Regions from separate parts of the Xenopus laevis genome. Here region 1 is linked to region 2. The links are chromatin contacts, called in public Hi-C maps. All regions are on one chromosome and are shown on one strand. The core of a region is the stretch at or near the end of the contact, and the rest is flanking DNA. Distances in the headings are between cores, read along the strand shown. Region 1 holds the start of hemk1.L (MTRF1L release factor glutamine methyltransferase). Region 2 has its middle 14 kb from the start of mapkapk3.L.

Evidence for each region. Hi-C and Micro-C count contacts between places; a contact is called where the count stands out from the background.
Region 1: a contact with region 2 is called in a Hi-C map of the XL177 cell line, with 4 times the contacts expected there. The contact joins the promoter of hemk1.L here to the enhancer-like site in region 2. A contact is called at or near these places in 3 of 4 Hi-C or Micro-C datasets (the XL177 cell line, the XTC cell line and animal cap).

Annotation. Positions count from the first base shown.
Region 1 is chr4L:126,628,429-126,632,419 of Xenopus_laevis_v10.1, forward strand. hemk1.L (MTRF1L release factor glutamine methyltransferase) reads right to left here and starts at 1,509. Exons shown (of 11, transcript XR_005967060.1): 1 at 1,257-1,509.
Region 2 is chr4L:126,574,371-126,578,640 of Xenopus_laevis_v10.1, forward strand. No RefSeq gene overlaps it. Among protein-coding and RNA genes, the nearest start is that of mapkapk3.L, 14 kb to the left of the region's middle. Within about 2 kb of position 2,416, at least 1 of the 7 cell types and tissues checked has an H3K27ac peak or open chromatin away from gene starts, as enhancers often do.

The sequences.
Region 1 (3,991 bases), core at 259-2,758, 53 kb after region 2:
GATAACAGGTCCCCACAGCTTAAAGGGCAATACACCATCATTAGCAAAACTGTAATAACTGGAAAAAAAAACAGAGATATGTTCAAACTTTCATAACATGCCAAATTTTGTAAACTGAACATGGTAATTAGGGGGTGTGGCCACAACAATGGGCATGGTCAAAAAATTTGCCAAACTAAGCACGCCAACTATTTTGTCCCTCTTTTTATTTCCAAAATGTTGAGAGGTATTCTTCAGTGCCTGTAAACATTTAGTATACAACAAATTGGTAACATGCAGTTGGAGCAGGGTTTCCCTTCCTAGAAAAATAACTGGGGAAACATAAAACCAGTCACTGATCTAACAAATTGGTAACATGCAGTTGGAGCAGGGTTTCCCTTCCTAGAAAAATAACTGGGGAAACATAAAACCAGTCACTGATCTATCAAAGTGGCCATTATATTGGCAGTCAGCATCAGGTATGTGTGGTTCACTATGAAGACACTGGTCACTAGCAACTCGATACCTCTAACAAAGGCATTTCTCTGTCTAACTTGGTAAACAAAGTGGTTGTGCTTTGAATACAAAATACTGACACTATCTTAGAAAATTAGTGGGGCGTGCAGAGCAAATGTGACCACAGTCCATGCTATAAACAAGACAATTAATTATGGGTGCCTAAACCCTACAAACTCAAGGCTCCCTCTTCCATGAATCTTGGAATCTCCATGCATAATATTAAGCAATAAATTACATTAAACCAGTCATTAAAAAAAAAAAAAAGACATAATACATTATAAAATAATTTCCTACAGTTCAAAGTAGCAGTGTTTATTGTATAATTTTTTGAAAATATATATATTACAGCCATGAATATTGCTATTAATATAAGAATAATAAATAAAAACAAACAAGGGAAAGTTGTGCTCACCACTAATTTTTAAAAACAGTAGGCGGGGGTGCAATGAGGCTGTGACCACAAAATCCATATAGACAAATACAAAAGTCCTCTGCACTCAACCCATTCTCAATATATTTAAGACAGACATTTTGTGCATACTGCTACTTTTAAGGCATTTTTCATAAATATATTGAGAATGGGTTGAGTGCAGAGGACTTTTGAGTTTGTGTATATATGTATATATATATATATATATATATATATATATATATTATATATATATATATATATATATATATATATATATATATTCTTTTTTTAACCCAAAGCCCTTAAACAATCAAAAAAGCAGCCTATAAGGCTTAGTATCCCTTACCCAGTGCCTTACCAATACATAGACCAGGACTCAGTGTCTCAGCAGGTTTTAAGCAGAGCAACTGTGAACCATGACCAGAAATCCTGGGAGAATTCTTGCTACTACTGGTCCAATCCTGCTAGTTAATTCTGTCAATGAGCCGGCATACAGCTTGCAAGTTCAGCCCTGCAAAACATGCTGCTTCCTGTGTGCGTCACAAAGTGCTCCTGAGTCCTCTGCAACAGCGATTGCTCACTTTAGTTCCTCTGCGCGGCTCTGCGTATTGGTTCCCCCTTCAATACATGGGGAAGCCTGATAGTGATTAAACATGTACCATTATTACTCACTATTGATCTTATTATACCTGTGTGTAACGTGGTTCCTTTAGCTCTCCTTTGCTGTTGCACTATAATACAACTGATACACCTTTTGTTGTTAGTTAATAAGGGAATTATTTATCTCAGGGCATACAGATCACAGGGTTGTGTGTGTGTTTGGGGGGGGTTCTCTGGCTGTATAGTAAGACAGATGCTGTATTTAAAACTTTGTGTTTACTTAGTTTATTGGTGGTCTTCATTTTTTATTAACCTGACAGAGAGCCTGAACCCTGGGGGTGTTTGCCAAGTGATATTTTACCTGTTTGGCCACTAAAAATGGTTGATGCCAGCAATTATTAATAAGTAGAAAAAGCTAATAGTACATGCATGTGCTGGAGCAATACCAGAGAGATAAACTAACCCAATTGTGGGGTACCAGGAAAAATCCAGATGAGTCCACGTGTTTGTAGGGTTGCCACCTGGCCAGCATTTTACTGACCTGGCCGGTAAAAATGATGGCTGATCCCAATGTTATTAATAGGGAAAACTGCAACTGCAAAGTTGACAGCTCTGTTGACCCAAATATTTGGCCTTATATGGCTACTGTATCTCATGGCTATTCTCCATTTGTGTATGAGAACTAAGAGAAGAAATAGAGGGAAGGATAGATGATATTATCTAAAGAAAAGATATTAGGAAATCATACCTCCCAACATTTCAAAATATGTGACTATGCCCATGTTATGGCCACACCCCTGAATACCATGTCTATTTTACAAAATTTGCCAGGTTATGGAAAGTCTGAACACATTTCTGGAAGTTTTAGGGCAATGTTTTATGAGTTATAGCAGTTTTTCTAATAAAGGTGAATTGCCTTTTAAACTGTGAGTCTCAGTTCTCACAAGAGCCCTGCTTATCTTAAATAGTTACAATTGTATATTTGCGTATCTTAAATTGTTACAAATGAATCAAAGTGCAGGTGCTAAGTGTTCTGGGTTCTCTGCCAAGAGCCTATTTATTTAAATATCAGAAACTTTGTATCTTTTTCTGGCTGTTCAGTGCAGGAGATCAAAGAGAAAGTCTGGACATTTCAGCAACAATCCTGGACTGCGGGCTGAGCTGTCAAAATCGGGACTGTCCAGCAAAAAACGGGACAGTTGAGAGGTATGGAATAAAGTCTGGAGAGAGGGCTGCTTGTCTGAGGTTCTCTGGTGGATATAATAAATTCAACCGGCACTCAGGTCAAAAATCAAGCAGGGTTTGTCCCTGCTGGATTTTTGACCTGAGTGCTGGATGAATTTATTATACTTGCGATTTTTGGAAGATCCCGAAGCCTTCTTCCGCGGGCACCAGGCTTTCAGGATACAGAGAGCTAGGGTGTGCAAGCTGGTAACATTATACTACTCCCCAGTCTGACACTGAATACCCCCATGCTATTAGGATAATAATAAAGATTCGGTTTGGGATTCAGCCAAATCCAAGGCTCTTTAGCAGGATTCAGCCAAACTGTACAGAGCAGTATACAACAGTAAAAATTAGTCATGCTGATCAGCAGCAATTTGTGTGCATGCTTTACCCACATCAGAACTTTACAGCTGCTTGCTGGGAATTTCCGGCACCACTGAGGTTTCAGATACAGTACAGAGTTTGGCCAAATTCCCAAAAGTCAGGTTCTGTGTATCCCCAATGATAATGATCCAGTACAGGAATTTACAAACACCAAAATCAACTTGGAACTGCATCATTCCATGGTGGGATTTTTTTTTTATTGGTAATATTTTTAGTTTTAGACATGTAAAACAAACAAACACACAACAAAATAAAATTAACTAAACATAACAATAATACATTCAGCAATCAGTAATTTTGTGCATAAGTATTTAAACATTATACTTGTCTGAGGGATGTAAGCTTCAGGTTGTCCACTTCATGGGGTTTGTATACACTAAGGGGCATATTTATCAAGGGTCGAATATTGAATTGAAAATACTTTGAATTCAAAAAGACCAACCGAAGTGAAGTCGAAGGTTTTTTTGGGTTGAAGAGGTCCGTATTCGGCCGTATTGGAATCGTATGATTGAAGAAATAGCGCATTAGATCGAATTCAATTCAAAGTTCCCCCCCCCCAAAAAAAATTTGATTTCTCAAAGTCCACCGATTTACTCCAAATAGCTTCTAGGAGGTCCCCCATAGGCTAAAACAGTTCTTCGGCAGGTTTCAGAAGGCAAATGGTTGAAGTCGAAGTTTTGAAGAGACGGTACATGATAAATTTCGATATTCGAATTTCAAAGTTTTTTTTCAAATTTGAATCGAATTTGGACTATTCCCTAATCGAAGTACACAAAAAATAGCTTGAAATTCAATGTTTTCACCTCGACCTTTGATAAATCTGCCCCTAAAAATGTAGGATTAAATTCCTAAATGTATGTGAGTAAACCT
Region 2 (4,270 bases), core at 1,166-3,665:
TTGACTTGAAGGAATCATTTCCCATCCCTCCCGTAGGCTCACAGAGTCATACAAGCTCACCTTGCTCCATTGTGAAGTTAGCAAATGCTGACTTTGATCTAACCTCAAACTTTGGCTAATAATAATAATACTGCACAATATGGCAACTTTAGAAACAGATACTGCTCTGAACTGCATTTTATATAAAAGGCTACAGACTAGTAACATGTAGAGCAAATATATAGGAAAGGAAAAGTTATCTTAGGTTTCTCATATCTTTCCCAAAGAGAACAACATCAAGAACAGTTCATTCTTTCTTCTGACATTTTCACCTGGCAGGAGCACAGTGGGAAAACTAACAGGTGGTCTTGTTTTTACACAATTCATTATATTAGCAGTTTACATTTTTCTTCACAGTGTGGCGTCTTAAAAAAACTAATGAATACAAATTGCAAAAGTGCTTAGAAGATTACTTTTGCATTCATACAGTATATATTAAAGGTTTATATTTCCTTTAACATCATGTTCTTACTAAGTATTAGTCTGATATATATATATATATATATATATATATATATATATATAATTATTTCATGGAGTGCCCGCACCTCTGACAGTAGTTGATTGGAGGTGCTTGATCAATATTTGTGATATAGGTGATAAAGGATCCGCACTCTCATTTTCAAAGTATAACAACTTTTATTTATCGCATTACAATCCGACGTTTCGGTCCCTCCTGGGGACCTTTCTCAAGGAATATATAGTATATGTTTACTCACTAGTTATGGGAGGCACTTTGGTCATTTATTTTATATTTTAATACGTAATTTGCTTGTTAATTTTTCTAATACATGAAGCACCAGTTGTAACATTTCAATGCTTTTCTTTATATTCTATTAATGTGTCTCTGAACGGCCAGTTGCTTTCTCTATTTCTCTCCTGTGACGCATAAGGCATAAAACGAGTAAGGCTATTACTTGGGGATTTATTCACTAGATAAACCCATCTTTTAACATATCTGTAAATGGGCAGGTCTATCTTTGCTTTAATGCAGGTTGCTCCACCAGCATGTACAGATATGGGGTCCATTATCTGGAAACCTGTTATCCAGAGATCTCCGAATTACAGAATAGGTGTCTTCCATTGACTTTATTTTAATTAAATAATTCACATTTTTCAAAATGATTTCCTTTTTCCATGTAGTAATAAAACAATACCTTGTACTTGATCCAAACTAAGATTGAATTAATCCTTAATGGATGTAAAACAATCCTATTGGGTTTACTTTATGTTTGAATTACCTTTTAGCAGACATAAGGTATGAAGATCCGATTTACCCCAGGTCCCAGGCATTCTAGATAACAGGTCCCATATCTGTACTAGATTATATTGAATTTATATCCAAAGCAAAACATCACCTGCTGCCTTTATGGACCATGATGCTCAGTAAGTTTGTCTTGAGGGATATGAGTAGAGAGATATACAATATGGCTTTACAAATACAAAATAAGGTCAATCTTTAAACCTTCTGAATGCATAGAGAATAGTAAACTACTTGTTCGACAAAATCTTTGCGAACAGTGAGAACTGGCACCCCAGCACGTAATACAGTGGCAGTAGATGGAAATGACATCCCCCAGGACATGGAGCATTGCCCCCAAAAACCAACATGACATTATCATTTTCTGTGCTCAGATTTCAATTTCAAACTCTGGTTACCTTAGCTAATAGCTGCTCTGACTTTGTCTTTTAACATGTCCATGTTGTGGATTGTGGTAAAACAATGGAAGATCCATAAAAAAACATTTTTAAATGTAGGTTAGGATAAAATTGTATTGGAATCTATATTAAAGGGGACCTGTCACCCTAAAATATAATTCCAAATAATTTTCTATTGTGTTTGGCAAGCAAAATAAACTTCACTTACACTATATAAATTATTTAAATATTGTTTCCTTCAGTCTTGGAATTAAATAATCACATAAAGCAGGCAGATGCCATTTTGTGGACTCTGGCTTTGCACCATACCAAAATCTTGTTTATGTGCCTAAAGGGGGGACCTGATACCCAGGCCCATGCACTGGCTACACAATTAGATGGTTAGGAGGGAGGAGAAAGGTGAAGAGTGCAGTTAAATTTAGGAAGTGCTTAATAGAGAGTAAAAGTATTTGTCTGCCCTGCCTCTATGCGTAAGGCAACATATGATTCACAGCTGAGATTTTTAAATATCTTTATAGTGAGCATGGATGTGTTAATAAAAAAATATTTTGGGCTTCATGTTAAATTTGAAAAGGGCTTCTATTATACAGCTTTTTATGTCTGGGTGACAGGTCCCCTTTAAATGCTTTTATACGCAATTTTTCCGTATTCCACTAGAGGGTGATGAAAGGCTGCAAAAGGGCAGTGGAATAGGCATCTGGCTCTACACATTAATTTTGGGAAGAGGAAAGATGTGCAAACTATAGCTATCAGGGTCTTACTGATCAACTGTCCCCCCAGGTTCTGCTATTCTTTCTCTTGGCAGCTTTCATGATAATTTTGCTAAAAGCAGATAAACCCCAGAGACTGTTAGTGGTGGATACTACTACAGGGGGGCGCCCAAGTCAAGCCTCTCTTTGGGCAGAGACACATGTGGAGATTAGTTGCCTGACAAATCGCCTCTTCTTCGGGTGACTAATCTCCTCGCAATGCCTTTCCGCCGGCTAGAATCAAAATCGCCGGTGGGATGGCTCTCAAAACACTTCATTTTCCGAAGTCGCCCGAAGTTTCCTCGTGTGGCAACTTTGGGTAATGAGTAATAAAGAATAGTAATAACAATAAATGCTTATACTTAAAGATAACTTGTTTTGTAAAAGGGGTCAGCGAAACTCATCTGAAAGCTGGAAAGAGTCAGAAGAAGAAAATAAATAATGAAGACCAATTGAAAAGTTGCTTAGACTATGCCTTTCTTTAACATACTAAACTGGGAGAGCTGGAGGTGCTGATGCTGGAGGGAAAATATGATGTGATTGGTGTGGCCGAAACATGGCTGAATGAGTAGCATGACATGACTGGGCAGTAAATATCAGTGGCTATACTTTGTTTCGTAGGGACAGAGGCAATAGAAAAGGAGGAGGGATATGTCTGTTTGTCAGGCAGGATTTAAAAGCTTAAATAAAGGAGGAGGTTATGTTAGAAAATAAAGGGGCAGAAGTCTTATGGGTAGTGATGGGCGAATTTGGGGCATTTCGCTTTGCCGAAAAATTCGTGAAACAGCGCCGGTGTCTCGTTTTGAATTTTCACTGCGGTTTCGTGAATAGCGGGAATTCACTGCAAATTCCCGCCTGGCAAATAAATTCTCCCATCAATACTTATGGGTAGAGTTCTTCAACAATTGTAAAGAGTCCAGCAAATTAATTGTAGGAGTCACTATAGACCCCCTGATGTAAGTGAGGAGGAGGAGGCTAAGCTCCTGATGCAAATAGAAATGGCTGCTAGTTTGGGTAAAGTAATGATAATGGGTGATTTCAATTACCCAGATATTGACTGGAGCAACAGTACTGCCAGATCAGTTAAAGGAACAAGTTTATAAACTTGTTGCACAGGTTGTTGAGGAGCCAACCAGATAAAATGCTATTCTGGATCTAGTGATCTCTAATGACCCAGAACTTAAAGCAAATGTGCAAGTCATTGAACCCCTGGGTAATAGTGACCATCATTTTATATCATTTCATGTCTGGTGCAAAAAACAAATATATACTGGGGCAACAAAAACCATGAATTTCAGAAAAGCTAATTTTAGTGCCTTGAGGGCTGCCCTTCAGAGCTAAAAACACAGAAATGGTTGTCATTTAAAATGATATTAAATCATTACTGTTCTCAATTTATTCCCTTTATTTCCAGGGAAATTCGCAAAACAGCGTAAAATTTGCGAAATGGTGAAAAATTCGCAAAACGGCGCCGGCATCTCATTTTTGACTCCAGCATTCATTTTTCGCCACTGAATTTGCGTGCCGTTTCGCCGGCGGTGAAGTAAAGAAGTTAATAGGAAAGAATGTTTAGAAGCAAGAGGCCCACTGACACCTGGGCCCACCGGGAGTTTTCCTGGTTTCCCGGTGGGCCTGTCCGACACTGTATATAAGGGGATTATATAATAATCTTTCTAATGCTTTATTTACCAATAGGTCTTTCCATCTGATACAAGGTCACCCATTCCATTTAGAAGAAAAGAGGTTTAGCCTAACTATTTGGAAGGGGATTTTAACAGTGAGAGCTGTGAAGATGTGGAATTCTCTCCCTGAATCAGTTGTAC